2 separate regions of the Zea mays genome follow, and region 2 is linked to region 1. Evidence: chromatin contacts called from public Hi-C data. All regions are on one chromosome and are shown on one strand. The core of a region is the stretch at or near the end of the contact, and the rest is flanking DNA. Distances in the headings are between cores, read along the strand shown.

Region 1 (7,395 bases), core at 3,349-5,848:
GCAGTTTCTTTTGGCAGGCAATCTGATTCGCAGATGAACATCAGAAAAAACAGCATTTATGTCACTAATATCGTAAACAGGTTAGGCATGACAGACAAATGGCAAAATGCTCAAGGGCAATTTACAGTTAGATCATATTTTGCAGAAACAAATTAAATCTCTGCTAAAATAAATGTAGTCCTGAAGTAAGGGAAAGCTAAAAAGACGGTATAAAAGGCCAGTTTTATGTATGTATGCATCAGAATTCATACGAACCAAAATCCCTTTATTCATAATCTGGTGCCACAATGATGGCACGTAGCCACATGTAAAAACAGCCTAATTCAAACTAGACACTCGATGATATATCATAAAACACAAATCTCAACAGGATGAGCAGTCATCCAACTTACATGTAGTTCAGCAAGGTGAACTAGACTGACTCATGAACAAGGTTTCATCAGAAATATGTAGATTATGTCCATAGCATAACATATTGAATAAAGGGCAGGCAAACATGCAGCTTGAAAGAAACAGAAATAAGTTATTCAAATTGGAATTCGTGAATGCAAAAAAGCAGGTAGAGGATAACATCAAACGAATGAATAACTTACATCTTCCTTTTCTTCTCGAAGCTGCCTCACTCTTTCTTCTTCAAGCCACTTTTGCTGCTCCTCAAGTTTCTTCCTGTAGGCTGATGTTACAAATTTATCCTTGTCCCCAAAAAGGTGGTCCTCCTTGCTTCTCTCTTTCTGAAGCTTCCTCTCGTATATTATATCTTGTTCTCGTTTGCGTAGCTCTGCTTTTTCCTTAAGTTGTGCAATATACTTTGACTGTTCAAAGGAAATGCATTACGTTAGAAAATGAAAATATCAAACAAGAATAGAACTCAGAGCTAGTGGCCCAAATCAGAAAGAACAAGGAAAAATATCATGTTAACATATGGAATGTTGAACCAAGCACTTTTGTGTGTGTGTGTGTGTGTGTGGGGGGGGGGGGGGGGGGGGGGACTCCAGTCAAAAACAGGTCAATAATCAACTGTGACAAATATAGCATGCAAGATTGAGTAGCTATATTTAGTAATGAGTGCTTTTTAAGTCGTTGCCTAGGCATCTAGTCACGATTTCAAGCTGGGCCTTGCCACAACCAATACACGAAGGGATTCGCCCTGCGGAAAAAAGTCATTGCCTTGGCGCGATTCCGCGACATTTAAGCCCGAGCGACCCAAAGCGGATAACACATGAGCAAATTGGAGGGGGATTGGGTGTGAGCGCGGCCGCAGGAGCTGCATGCTTGCAGGAAATCACGGACCTACAGCTCCCACAAGTCCATATCCCATCTGTCCTGTGCACAAATTAACAAAGCAGGGAATGGAGGAGGGCACACACTTGTTATTGGCAGTGCCACACCACCTCTTCTTCTCCATCAATTAACCCCTCCCTTCGTTGATTCGAGCCTCCTCTGCTTTTATCCAACAATTTGCGCCTCTAATTGGTGTCTCCTCTGGTCTTCCTTCCCTCTTTTCCGCTGATTAGTGCCTTGGATCCACAGCTCATTGTGCTGCTCTGCCAGTTCCAGTCTCGGGCAGCTCCATGTCGCAAGCTCATGGGACAGGTACGTGTGAGCATCTCTTTCTCTCCCTCCGCCTTCTCTTCTCTTGGATGTGCAATGCCTCTGTTCTTTAACTATATGGTTTGTAGTTTGTAGGCCTCTGTACTATGCAGTTTGCATTGCCACTTGTGGTTCTGGGTGGATTTTAGACTGTCACTAGCTTGTGTTTCGTGTCTCCATAACTTCACTTACATGATCTTAAATGGGAACATGTTGATGAAGCTCTTGCTGCATCAAGCTCACTACGAGGATGCAATCTCAGAAGGAATGCTAGCAGCAAGCGTGCAAGACCTTCTAAGCCAAGGTTGGTTGAAGATGACTTAGGTTTAGATGACGAAGAAGATGAAGCAAGTCAAGACCCACATGACGATGCTGATGTGACAGATTGTGAAGATGCTCCTGGCCCTAATGGCTCCAACAATGGAGAGGACCTTGAGGCTGCTGCAAACATCCATGATTAATTTGCCACTAGTAGCTCACAAGCTTGTGGATGTGAATTACTTCTAAATTCTAATGTGGCTGGCTGGCCGTGGACCATTTAACTATGGTGCTACTTATGCCATATTTTATTCACCCGTGGTCCTGTTATTTGATTCCTCGCTTACACAACTTGCTTATATGTTTACTGCATTCCTTATCGTTACTAACATTGCTGCATTCCTCATTGTTCCTGTGGCCTGTGGTTTGAGAGAAGAGAGATCGCGTTAACAAGGTAGGCTTGATCCATATTTACTTAGCCAATTTATTGAATTATAGTATTGTACAACTTATTTAGTCACATTCATCATAATTATATAGAATAAATATGTTACAACTTGCAAGGGGCATGTGTGCTACATGGAACAAGGGCAATTCAAAAGAGAGCTCTACAATCAGCAACAATAAGGTAAGATTTTGCTGTCCTATAGTTGGTTAGGACACATGCATGCTGTCACCTCACCGTGCACCTTAAACGCCTAGTCGACTCAAATTGGCGGGTCGCCGTGTCTCAACTTACCGCCTTAATAATCATATTAATGTCTTTCTCGATCTAAAGTTTGTGCAAAATTCGAAAATCAGGTATCAATGTGACATGCTGCTAATTTTCAAATACTTGCAATTTGCATCAATAAACATTCAACAAAAGCAAACAGCCTTTTGCCCAAAAAATGGGATTAGATTGTTACAAACAGGAGATTTTCAGCTAGCTAAACAATCCCTATTTAGCCCTCAATTCAAAATTCATCTCACAAACAAGGAAACTCTCAATCTAAGCAGCAAAGCAAAGCTCTTCCACATAACAACAATGTCCTATTCATAGTTGTTAAGGTGGTAACGCGACTGACCCCCTTTTTATCTTTTGAGTGGTAAAGCGTAAGGTAGGCGGCGCTTTAAATATATATAAAATAATAAAAATAGAAATAATACTGATATTTAAGAAAGTGTTTAGGACAAAAATATTAACAAAGAAGAGAAAAAGAATAAAGAAAAAGAAACAGTCCAGCCAACCCAACTCAGCCCATTAATATTAGGTTAAGCCCAACTAACCCTCCCTCCCTCCCTAGTCGCTTCTCCCTCTCTCTCCCAGCCGCCCTCCACCGTCTCCAGCGCGCCGCTATCCACCGCGAGGCCCTCCCCAGCCCCACCCTCTGCTGCACCGCCCTCTGCCGCGCCACACTCCCCAGCGTCTCCCTCCACCGCGCCACAGCTCCCACCCGCGCCTTAGGTTCCAGAGCAAGGCGAGGAGGACGCCTTACCTCCCCGGCTCGCACCGCCTGGGTGACACCTTGAATACTATGGTCCTATGTTCTTTTCCCTTCCCAAAAAACAAGTAAAACACCAAAAGCAACACTTGAAAAATTAAGATTTTAGGAATCAAACACTAAGAATCGGGATGCAAGACTAAGGGTCTATTTGGTTCAGTTGTAGATTTTTTAAAGTCTGATTCTAGCTATGAGCTACGAGAAAATTATTGTGAGCTGACAATTGTGAAAAAACTAAAATTTGTTTGGTTGAAACAACTGTCAACTATAAATTCTATAAGAGCAAAACAACTTGTAACATGGATGACAAGAATCTAGGAAATCTGTGGTAGGAGGTGATTCTGAATTGAACTATAGGAATCTATGGATTTTCAGGAATCTATTCTGCTGTTGTACCTGTTTGGTTTAGATTTCATATTTTGGCAGTGAATCTGGTTCAGGAAGCTGAACCAAACACACCCTAAGCTAGCAATTAGTCTTCTTCACTAAAAAGTACTTGTAACTAACTAGTAACTACTCTGTCGCATATCGCAGTGAGCATAAACGAAGCAAATAAACAACTCTCAAAGGCAGGATAGAGGAATTACCTCGCGGACGACCTTATCCTGCATCTTAGGGCGGGCTTCCTTCTCTTTCATTTCGTCGTACAGCTCGTCGTAGGCGTACACCGAGGGATCCTCCTCCATGGCCTTCTTTTGCTGCTCCTCAACCTGTGCGCGCGCAACACGGCAACAACAACATCCCCATCCGGACAAGAGGGGGAAGACAGAAAAAAAAAAGAATTATCTAATGTGGTTGCCATGAAATCGGTGGAGAAGCGTACGCGCGAGCTGGTGGCTGGAGCAGGTTACCTTCTGGAGGGAGCGCTTCTTGGCCGCCTGGCGGAGGATTTCTGCCTCCACATCATCGTCATCGTCGTCGGCGAAGGCCGCCAGGGGCCGGGCGGGAGGTGGCGGCGCGCGTGACGACGAGGACGATGGCGGCTTCGTGCGGAGCTGCAGTCCGTACCTCTTCATCGCGGCGGCAACGGCAGTTACCTGCCAATCTGATCGATTAGGAGACGGGACAAACCCTAGTCAAACCGGGGCGGATTAACTTCTGGAAGGGGCGCTTCTTGTGGGCCCTGCGTGCCGGAGCGAGGTGGAGGAGGACTGGCGGACAGCGCAGGTGGAAGGCGGGGAAGGAGCGGTGGTCGGGAGGGCGCGGAGGGAGGGGCGGCGGCCGACGGGCAACGGCTGTTCACTTGTAAGAAAAGAACATAGAAATCGGATGAATTAAGAGCCATATTTTTTTTATCCAAAGCACAATCCAACTTAAAAAAACTTAATCCAACGCTAAAAACACAACCCGACACGTCCAATTGAAAAACACGGACTAACCTGATCTAACTCAATCTGATACTAGGTATAGATCAGGCCAAACAACTTATAATACAACCTGCCGTGACGTTTAAATAGATCTAGCCTCCAGAGATGTATGCAAGTGTTAATGGTTGAGTAATACCAACCAAGGACTATCAAAAAGGTCTATTTATAATCTCCTAGAAAATTCTAATCGCTACCTTTTAAAACACAGATTTCCATGCACCAAACATGTCCACTAAGCTAGTAGGGGTTACACTGAATACATTGATGCCCTTCAAACGACTATAAACTAGTTGTTAACACATGTTAGATGCTCAGTGCAACCATTAGACATGTTAAGGACACGTCTGTTGAGTACATAATCGAAATATGTAAGTTTATACGACGTTTGAGTGCTCTTTCCAATGTGACATCTGATGGCACTCCGAGCACATTCTGTCATATGCACGTTTGTATGCCTTCCTTTTGATGCCCTCTAAGTTGCTTGTCTGGTGGACCCCTCCTACACTGGACACCATACGCATATCTAGTGTCATGTCCAATGCCTCACAGGATATGTTTGATGAGCTCTGGAAATCTGCATCGAGAGCATTTTGTCATCTCTTTCCAACCGACTTAACTATACAATGTTTTGTCAAAAACAAGTTAGAGCCTAGTTTGTATTTTTTAAAGTGTTTTCAATAAACATTTTCCCTACTCTCAGCCTATAACTTAGGTCTATATGCAATACATATAATTTCGATACCTAGTGGCACTAGATGGTTGGTTGTCCAATTAAACTCTTCTTTTAATAGTATGATCGTCTATGCTAAATCCAATTACACACTCTATTATGTCTTGATTGGTAAGATAAAATGTCCTAACTTATACCTTTGATTTGAGCTCTTACATTTCGATTTTCTTATTTCCTTTTATATGTTGATCATTTGTTCATCTTTATGACAATCACCATCTTTTCTATGGTTGCTAACCTTTACTCAATTTTTAGATGTGAATTTGAACCTATCTTATTTACAACATTTAGAATTTTCTTCAGTTACTAGAATAGCTTTCCAGCTAGGAGGGCCACGGGGATAAGGGACTTCTACAGTCATTCAAGGAGCAGCTTTTCAGCTAGGAGCGTCATGGGGACTTGTACGTTGTTGCCACCTTCGCATGTAACTTGCTACCTGTTAAGGAGTATACATTAGTATTTATTAGTCTGAACAGAGAAGGCATCAACTAGTTTTGCATGCACACATTATTGAAAAATAGGCTCCACTTATAATATGGCTAGCAAATCGTGCATATGATCGTATAAAATACTAGTTTACACTATTTTACATTGTATACTGCACTATTTATAAGCTGGAGTTTGAAATAAAAATGAGGATGCTCGAAATAGTCGTAGCTCGCATGTGGAATACCAATCACTATAGCAGCTCAGAAGCATAAAGAATATACACAACCCGGAAACCCAAATAGCGGTAAATGTAAGATACAAACAAAAACACATGCAGTTGTTGAATTCTTCCAAATTAGTTTACTAGACTAATTAAGCTATAAGAAAATAAAACCTTTAATAACCAATGCAAAAGCTTTTTTGAAAGTTGTTCAAGGGAACATTCTTTTCTATTTGCATTGTTGTTTTCTTGGCCACCTCGGCTATTTTTGAATGATCCACCTGTGAGTCAATGTAAGTCATCCTCGTCGACCTTGGGCACCATCAGCGACCTCCATCTTCATGGTCAAGACCACTGTCCTAGGATAGCATGGAATGGTGGGGCTTCTCTTCTAGCGACTGACTCCTCTCTGTCTGCATGGACCCAACTACCACTATGTCTCAGCGCAAGAGTCTCGAGATGGAATGCAACAGATCAAAATGAAGAAGAACACAAGGACCAAATGAATGACCCTCTAGTCATGGCAAAGTCCTTACCTCTTGTGGACTTAGACCAACTCCAACAGTTAGTGGCTTCGTGTCCACAAAAATAATGCTCTGTCCGTGGCTTCGTACCAAATACGTTTGTCGCTCTCCAGCAGATCCACACATCTGCCTCTCCATCTAGCGATAGTTCACTCGCACTCCATCACAGATAAAGTCATCCATTATCGCAGACGAGTCACCATATGCCGATGGACCTGGTCCGTCGGTCATAGGGAAGTGAATGACTGACGGTTGAAGTGGGGGAGGAGAGAGAACTCACAGGGATAGAGAGCGTACCGAGGAACTTCCATTTTGCATGGCATGATGCGGAGTATGCTGGGAAGGTGAACAATGTCGGTCGACGCGGAAAAAGCAAATGTGAAGTGATTTAGGGAGTCTGCTGGAATTGGTCTTACGAGCCATGGGACTATGGGAGGGGTGTATCGCCACCCCAGGAGGGTTATGTGCTATTATGCGCCGCTGTGGGTCCCACCAATCGATGCTGGAACCTACCTAACCCTAACTAGCATATCCAAGCTAGGCGTCGCTGAGCAAGAAACCAAATTCATTGAGTAGAAAACTAAACTTATTTGTCATGTAGTATTCAAAATATTTGTCCTAAGTTATTTATTATATGTAACGATTAATTTTAAACTAGTCAGGTACCCATGTGTTGCTATAGTTTTTATATATCGCTTATGTAGACATTATTTAAATGGGACACTTGTTCAAACATGTTCTAAATCTTAAAAACAGCCCCAAAATGACTGTCAAACCCCATTTTTTTATCATA
Region 2 (7,395 bases), core at 1,263-3,762, 800 kb after region 1:
ACGATAACACAATCTTTTAAATATAACTTTGACTAATATTTTTTTAAATACAAATAATCTTTTAATACATTGATACTTTAAATAAAATTACTTGTTAAGACAAATCGGTGTATATAAATATTATGTTTTAAAACTATATAATAAAATAATTATTTGTAGTCAAAATTTTATAAATTTGACTTAAACCTTATTTAAAACGATAACTAACAGGACATCGGAGGAGTACATGTTTTTATCAAACATACAAACAAAGAAATAACCATATTTGTTGAATCAATCACTGTTTTTTATATGCTTAACCATTTAAAAATTAGTAGTAATTAGTATGTATTTATATGTTTGTAAGGCAGGGTCGCTGCCAGCCCACACGGCGATACTCCCCCGGTTTGCCAGCTTTGTTTCTTGGTTCGGTTTCGATCACATTTTTCATATATAATAATGTCACATCTCTAGAACCAGAGGACGACTACTATACAATCTGACACAGATTATTGCAGACGCTGCAGCCTGCGGTGCCATCTCATCTACCAAACGAAAGAAGGATGGGGGAAAAAAGTTGCAACGCAAACTCCGCAACTACTCTCGGTCCTATCCGAGATGATCCCGACCACGTGTAAAAGCAGGGGATTCCCGCACCCGAGGGACAAATCCGCGACCACATGGCGCGGCGGCGGCCTCGCTCGCCAGTCGCCACTTTGCCGGTGCCATTTCTCTCACGTCTCATCGTCGTTCGCCTCATCCCACTTGCCTTCGATCCGGCGAATAAATTAGTCTGGTCTCTCAGACTAACTAGACTAGACTAATCGGTAATCAATCAGCTAATCTCATCCTCCTTACCACAAGTGGAGGAGAGGACAAGAGGAGAGAGCTGCCGCAGGTAATCCGAGACAAGACTAGTCTATGCTAGCTGACGGCAGCTCGCTTCCATTCTTCCATCTCCATGAGAGCTGCAGCGACGTGCGGAAGGCGCACGAGCTCCCCATTGTTTTTGTTTTAATTGTCTTTGTGTAAGCCAAGAGTTACATACACCAAAATGCTTCTCTAAGTAAAAGAGATATAAGGAGACTCTATTATATAATAGAGTATTTATAAATATAGTTTATTAATAAATATAGAAGTAAATGCATTTATATAATATTGGATCTATATAACAGACGATAAATTTGTGCAATAAAAAATGAGACGTCTGTTGCTATTTGAGTTACGAACCATATACGCCTCTTTATAAAAAGACTTATAAAGACGGCTCCACGATTTTTTTTGCAATTACCTCATTTAGACACCTTAAAAGCATCTACATTAAACATCACTGTACATGCCCCCAAGTCATCTGCTGCTCGCGCTTCGCTGTCAGATCACATGAACGCCATGAGGCAATGGGAAATCAGCACAACCAACCCAGTTGTTATCGCATTAACGTTGCATGACTATATAACTTCCTTGATGACCATGGTGCTCAACAGTGCCAACTGGAGGGCCAGTGCATGATTGCCACTACGCACGATGTAAGCACGTCGTCGCCGGCCTATTCGACTGCTTGCACACCTGCCAATTCTAAAATCGCGCGCGGAAAATGGAAGGGGACGGGTCGACATACCGCTCTCAGAATCCAGCTACTACATCACTTCAAATTCATTTGACGTCCCGTTTGATTTGATCTTTGGATTGAATTCCATTCTAATAAAAATAATTTAGACTTATATCATTTAAGTTAATTCAGTTTTATGTAAAATATATTTATATACTATTACTAGCAAAATGTCAGAGATATTTATATGCTACATTCTTACTCTAGATAAGTAGGTTAAAAGTCATTTTATAATTTGCAGAGTAGAAAATAACGATAGATAAAATTATTTCCATTCTGCACTCTATAAATTTGAAATAGTATTATATTCGAACATTGAAAAGTTGTGAAATGCTCAGTTACAAGTTAAATATGTTATTTTATTAAGTAAATTCTAGTTCCTCCAAAATGAATGGATCTAAACACTGACTTGCTTTTCTTTTTTCTCCAACGGTTAACTGTTCTACATCATAGTTTATTTATTTTTTAAATAAACCGGTTCGTTTAGTGATCCTGATGCTGCGAAACGGACCGACAAACAAAAATGCAAGCCGAAAGCTCAGCGGCCGCAAATTAAAGGACGAGTAGCGCGTACCTAGCAATCCCGGTTGGACGGGCGAACTGATCCGGCCGCCACAAGCATGGATCGTCGTCAGCTACCCGGGGAACTCTCCGCGATCGATCGATGTCCTCTTCTGAATGCGTCTTCCTGGTCGCTCGGCCGGCAGCTCGCCTCCGTCGAGCCCGTACGTCCGCCGCCTCGTGTTCCGCCTGGGGCTGGAGGACGACGAAGGCCGAGAGGCCTACACGGCGGGCACCAGGTCCAGGTGGGTGGGTGTGCGTGACCTTGGCCGCGGAGAAGCTTCCAATCCAAATAGAACGAGGGGAAACAAGGAAGCGGGAGGGGGAGAAAAGAAGAGAGGATGTGGGCGTGCGAGGGGTGGATGGAGGGCGGACGCCACGCTTGCTCGCTGGCTTTAAATGAGGTCGATGCGTCGGAGGGTGCACGCCACCCGGCCCGTGCACTCGGTCGATCGAGTTCGTCACGCCTCGTCGTGTGGGCTGGGTTATCGGCCTTCGCGGTTCGTCGCACACAGGCACACTACTCGCACCCGCTCGACTCGTCGCCGCGCGGATCCATTCCGGACTCGGACACGTGGGATGCTTTGGCTGGGCTCATTCGGCATGAGATTGAAATTTTATCCATATTTTATATTGCCTTTATTTGATTTTTGACGTCTACACTAAGCGTACTATGGTTATTTGACATTACCTCCGTTTTTAAATATTCATCGTTGGCTAATTTATTTTTAAACTAAAACGTGACAAATAAAAAATAACAGAGATAATATTAAACAAAAGGACTGGGGACTTGAGATAAGGAGGACCTATATTCCTATATACCCAGCATCTTCTTATCCCTTACACCTCCATGCCTCCATATATACGCTTTACCAGATAAACGGCAAGGTTGAATATTTTCTTCAAATTTGATTAAAATTGAACCATTTTGACGTGTAACACCATAGACTAGCTAGCGGATTGAATTTCTTTCTTCGTGGACGGAGGATACTTCCCGCGCATTGGCTGGGCAGATTCTGGTTCTACGTGCAATCATGTGATCCCGATGCAACGCGCGGCAGCGAGCATCCCGGGGAGGCCTCAACTGGCCTACCTGGCCCTGACAGTGACGAGTGATCTGATCAAAAAATGATACTAGTGAAGTACCGAGGGATCAGGCATCTGTCACAAAACAGTGTCGATGTAACAATCCCAGGCGCACCAATCAATCAACGTTCTAACTGAACTACACTTGTAGCGTCTAAGCTACACTTATAGTTAGGGGTCTAAATTTTACATTATAAAATTTAAGAATAACATCGAATTAGAATCAGACTATATTTCTATTCATTTTAAACTAAAATTTATTTAGGGTCCTAACAATTTGTGAAAAAGAATTTGGATCGTGGTCCATTACCACCCCTACTTATAGTATGTTTGGTTTTGTCGGCGTTTCGATCCCGGGGTCCCTGGACCGACGAGTAAATTGTCGCCGCGTGCCCCAGCCCAGATGGGTCGGCGTGAGACGGAGCGCGAAGGGGGAAAACCGGAGGGAGACAGGCGTAAAAGGGGAAACCCGCGGCCTTCGTGTTTGTCCCGCGCCCAGGTCGGGTGCGCTTGCAGTAGGGGGTTACAAGCGTCCGCGTGGGAGGGAGCGAGAGGCCTGCACGCGTCGTCCCGTCCTCCCCGCGCGGCCAACCTTCTGTAAGAGGGCCCTGGACCTTCCTTTTATAGGCGTAAGGAGAGGGTCCAGGTGTACAATGGGAGACGTAGCAGTGTGCTAACGTGTCTAGAAGAGAGGAGCTAGTGCCCTAAGTACATGCCGTCGTGGCAGCCGGAGAGGTTTTGACACCCTGTTCATGAGATGTCGTGGCCGTCGGAGAAGCGCTGGAGCCTGGCGGAAGGACAGCTGTCGGGGCTGTCGAGTCCTTGCTAACGTCTCCTTGCTTCCGTAAGGGGGCTGAGAGCCGCCGTCGTCATGGAGCACGCGGGGCGCCATCATTATTTGCTTTGCCGGGGCGAGCCAGATGGGACACCGGTCTTGTTCCCCGTAGCCAGAGCTAGCTAGGGGTAGGGCAATGATGGCCCCTCCTGCGACGTGGTCGGTCCGAGCCCTGGGTCGGGCGAGGCGGAGGCTCCTCCGAGGTCGAGGTCGAGTCTGTCTTCCGAGGTCGAGGTCGAGTCCGAGCCCCTGGGTCGGGCGAGGCGGAGACCGTCGGCTGAGGCAAGGGCCGAGTCCGAGCCCTGGGGTCGGGCGAGGCGGAGTTCGTCGTCTTCCGGGGCCGAGGCCGAGTCCGAGCCCTGGGGTCGGGCGAGGCGGAGTTCGTCGTATTCCGGGGCCGAGGCCGAGTCCGAGCCCTGGGGTCGGGCGAGGCGGAGTGCTTCGTCTTCCGGGGCCGAGGCCGAGTCCGAGCCCTGGGGTCGGGCGAGGCGGAGTTCGTCGTCTTCCGGGGCCGAGGCCGAGTCCGAGCCCTGGGGTCGGGCGAGGCGGAGCTTCCTATGGCGCCCGAGGCCGGACTTGGCTGCTGTCAGCCTCACTCTGTCGAGTGGCACAGCAGTCGGAGCGGCGCAGGCGGCGCTGTCCTCTTGTCAGGCCGGTCAGTGGAGCGGCGAAGTGACTGCAGTCACTTCGGCTCTGTCGACTGAAGGGCGTGCGTCAGGATAAGGTGTCAGGCCATCCTTGCATTAAAAGCTCCTGCGATACAGTCGGTTGGCGTGGCGATTTGGCTAAGGTTGCTTCTTGGCGAAGGCTGGGCCTCGGGCGAGCCGAAGGTGTGTCCGTTGCTTGAGGGGGCCCTCGGGCGAGACGTAAATCCTCCGGGGTCGGCTGCCCTTGCCCGAGGCTGGGCTCGGGCGAGGCGAGATCGTGTCCCTTGAGTGGACCGAGCCTTGACTTAATCGCACCATCAGGCCTTTGCAGCTTTGTGCTGATGGGGGTTACCAGCTGAGATTAGGAGCCTTGGGGGTACCCCTAATTATGGTCCCCGACTGTAGCCCCTGAGCCTCGAAGGGAGTGTTAATACTCGCTTGGAGGCTTTTGTCGCACTTTTTTGCAAGGGGACCGGCCTTTCTCGATTGCGTTTTGTTCCGGTGGGTGCGCGCGAGCGCACCCGCCGGGTGTAGCCCCCGAGGCCTCGGAGGAGTGGTTTGACTCCTTCGAGGTCTTAATGCGTTTCGTTCTGCCTCGGCCGGTCTGGTTGTTCCCTCATGCAAGCTGGCTGTAGCCCGGGTGTACGGTTGGGTCCCAAGTTCTCGGGCTGGTATGTTGACGTTGTCAACGGTTTGGCCGTAGCCGGGTTTGCGAGAGCAGCCCCCGAGCCTCCGCACAGAGCGAGAGGACGGTCAAGGACAGACTCAACTTTTTTACATACGCCCCTGCGTCGCCTTTCCGCAAGGAGGAGGGGGGAAAAGCGCCATGTTGCCCTTGGAGGGCGCCGAACATGGTGTCTCCAGTGAGCTGCTAACGGGTAATCCGAGTGGACGCCCGTGCCCCATTTGTTAGGGGTCAGCTAGTGGCCCGGAGGCGCGCTCCAAAAGTACCTGCGGGTGATTTGCCGGACCCGGTCCCCTTTTGACGGGGTCCGAGGGCTCGATGCCTCCCTCTGATGGGATTCCGTTACAAAATCGTTCCCGTTGGTCTCGGATATGTCCTAGGGTACCTCGGGAGCGTAGCCCGAGCCTTGGTTATGTATCGAACGTACCCAGGGTCATCCCTCGCTCTACGTCTGAGGCGACTGTGAACCCTCCGAGGGCCAGCCTACGAACCCCTGATCAGTAGTGGGCGCGGAGCCCGAGTGGCCTGAGGCGGCCGTTGAACCCTTCCGAGGGGCCGGCCTTTGAACCTCTGACCAGTAGTGGGAGCGGAGCCCGAGCGCTCTGAGGCGGCTGTTGAACCCCTCCGAGGGGCCAGCCTTCGAACCTCTGATCAGTAGGGGGGCTCGGGGCTCGTTTCCTTCGCGGAGAAGGATCCCTTTCGGGGTATCCCCTTTCCCAGTCCCTGTTGTAAGAGAGAGGAAGAGGAAGAGGGAAAGGATACGAAATCGAATGACGTGGCACACCTTTTTTGACGCGGTCATTATGGTGGAGGTGATGCGTCGCCTGCTTCGCCCGCCAAAGGTGCCACCCGTCCTGCCGCAGAGTTAATGCGATGGGACGAGTGGTTCACGGGGCGGCCGTTGCGCGTGCGCGAGCCGTTCGAGGAACGGGCGTTTCGCTTTGAGTTTTGAATCCCGCGGCGGGTTCGGGCGAAGCGTTGAATGGGTCTCGCCTGGGCCTTTATATATTCGGGAGAGGGACCGGTGACGTTTTTTACTCTGCTACTTGCCTCCTTCTTAGGTTTTCGCAACCCGGGGGAATAGCCAGAGAAAGGAAACCGCTCACCCAGCCCTTCCCGCCGCCACCTCTTCTGCTTGGTGATGGCCGACCGGGTGACCATTGTTCCGCCGCGCGACCCGTGGCCTTTCTCCACCGTCACGGTGGATGACCTGGAGGCCCTTGTTGTTGAGGGTTTGCTTTGCCCTCTCTCCGGTGACCCGCAGCCGGAGTGGATGGCCCCTCCGAGCGGAGCCGCCCCGTCCCCGCCGCCGGGGTATATCGTGAGCTTCGTCTCCTTTCACGAGCGGGGGTTCGGAGTGCCGGCAAGCCGTTTTATGCGGGCGATTCTGCATGTCTATGGGGTGGAGCTGCACAACCTCAGTCCTAACTCCATCTCACAAGCCGCCATCTTTGCGGCGGTTTGTGAAGGATACTTGGGGATTGACCCTCACTGGGACCTGTGGACTCATTTCTTCTCCGCGGAGCTTTTTGCCTCGCCGACAGGGGAGAGAAGGGTCCGCACGACAGTGCGGGCTGGTGGCTGCATCCTCCAGCTGAGGCAGGCGTCGGCACCGCAGTATATCCCCGCCATCCTTGCGTCCTCGAACAAAGGGTGGCAGCGCCGGTGGTTCTATCTCCGAAATGACGACGGGAGGCTCCCGTCGTTTTCTCAGCGAGTGGTGACCGCCGCCACCGATGTCTGGCGCTACGGGACCCCACGCGACAGATAGAAGAATCTCCAGCCCCTTCTGAAGGCCCTGGAGGAGTTGCGGAAGGGAGGGCTCACCGCTGTGGGAGTGGTCGCCGTCATTCATCGCCGGAGGGTGCTTCCCTTGACAGAGCGGCGGCTGCCGCTTTGGGTGATGACGCCGGGGGCCGACTTGGAGGGTTTGCGGATGTCCTCGGATCCCCTTCCCGTCGACGACCTCCACAGGCGGGTAGCCGTCACGTTG

What was found. A called contact is a pair of places that touch in the nucleus more often than the background predicts.
Region 2: a Hi-C map of ear shows a contact between it and region 1, with 1.9 times the contacts expected there. The contact joins the promoter of LOC100384199 here to the promoter of LOC100282954 in region 1. A contact is called at or near these places in 2 of 25 Hi-C or Micro-C datasets (ear and endosperm).

What each region holds. Positions count from the first base shown.
Region 1 is chr10:120,766,177-120,773,571 of Zm-B73-REFERENCE-NAM-5.0, forward strand. LOC100282954 reads right to left here and starts at 4,599. Exons shown (of 4, transcript NM_001155859.1): 1 at 4,184-4,599; 2 at 3,920-4,042; 3 at 594-812. The coding sequence starts at 4,348.
Region 2 is chr10:121,566,305-121,573,699 of Zm-B73-REFERENCE-NAM-5.0, forward strand. LOC100384199 reads right to left here and starts at 2,513. Exons shown (of 8, transcript NM_001353414.1): 1 at 2,163-2,513.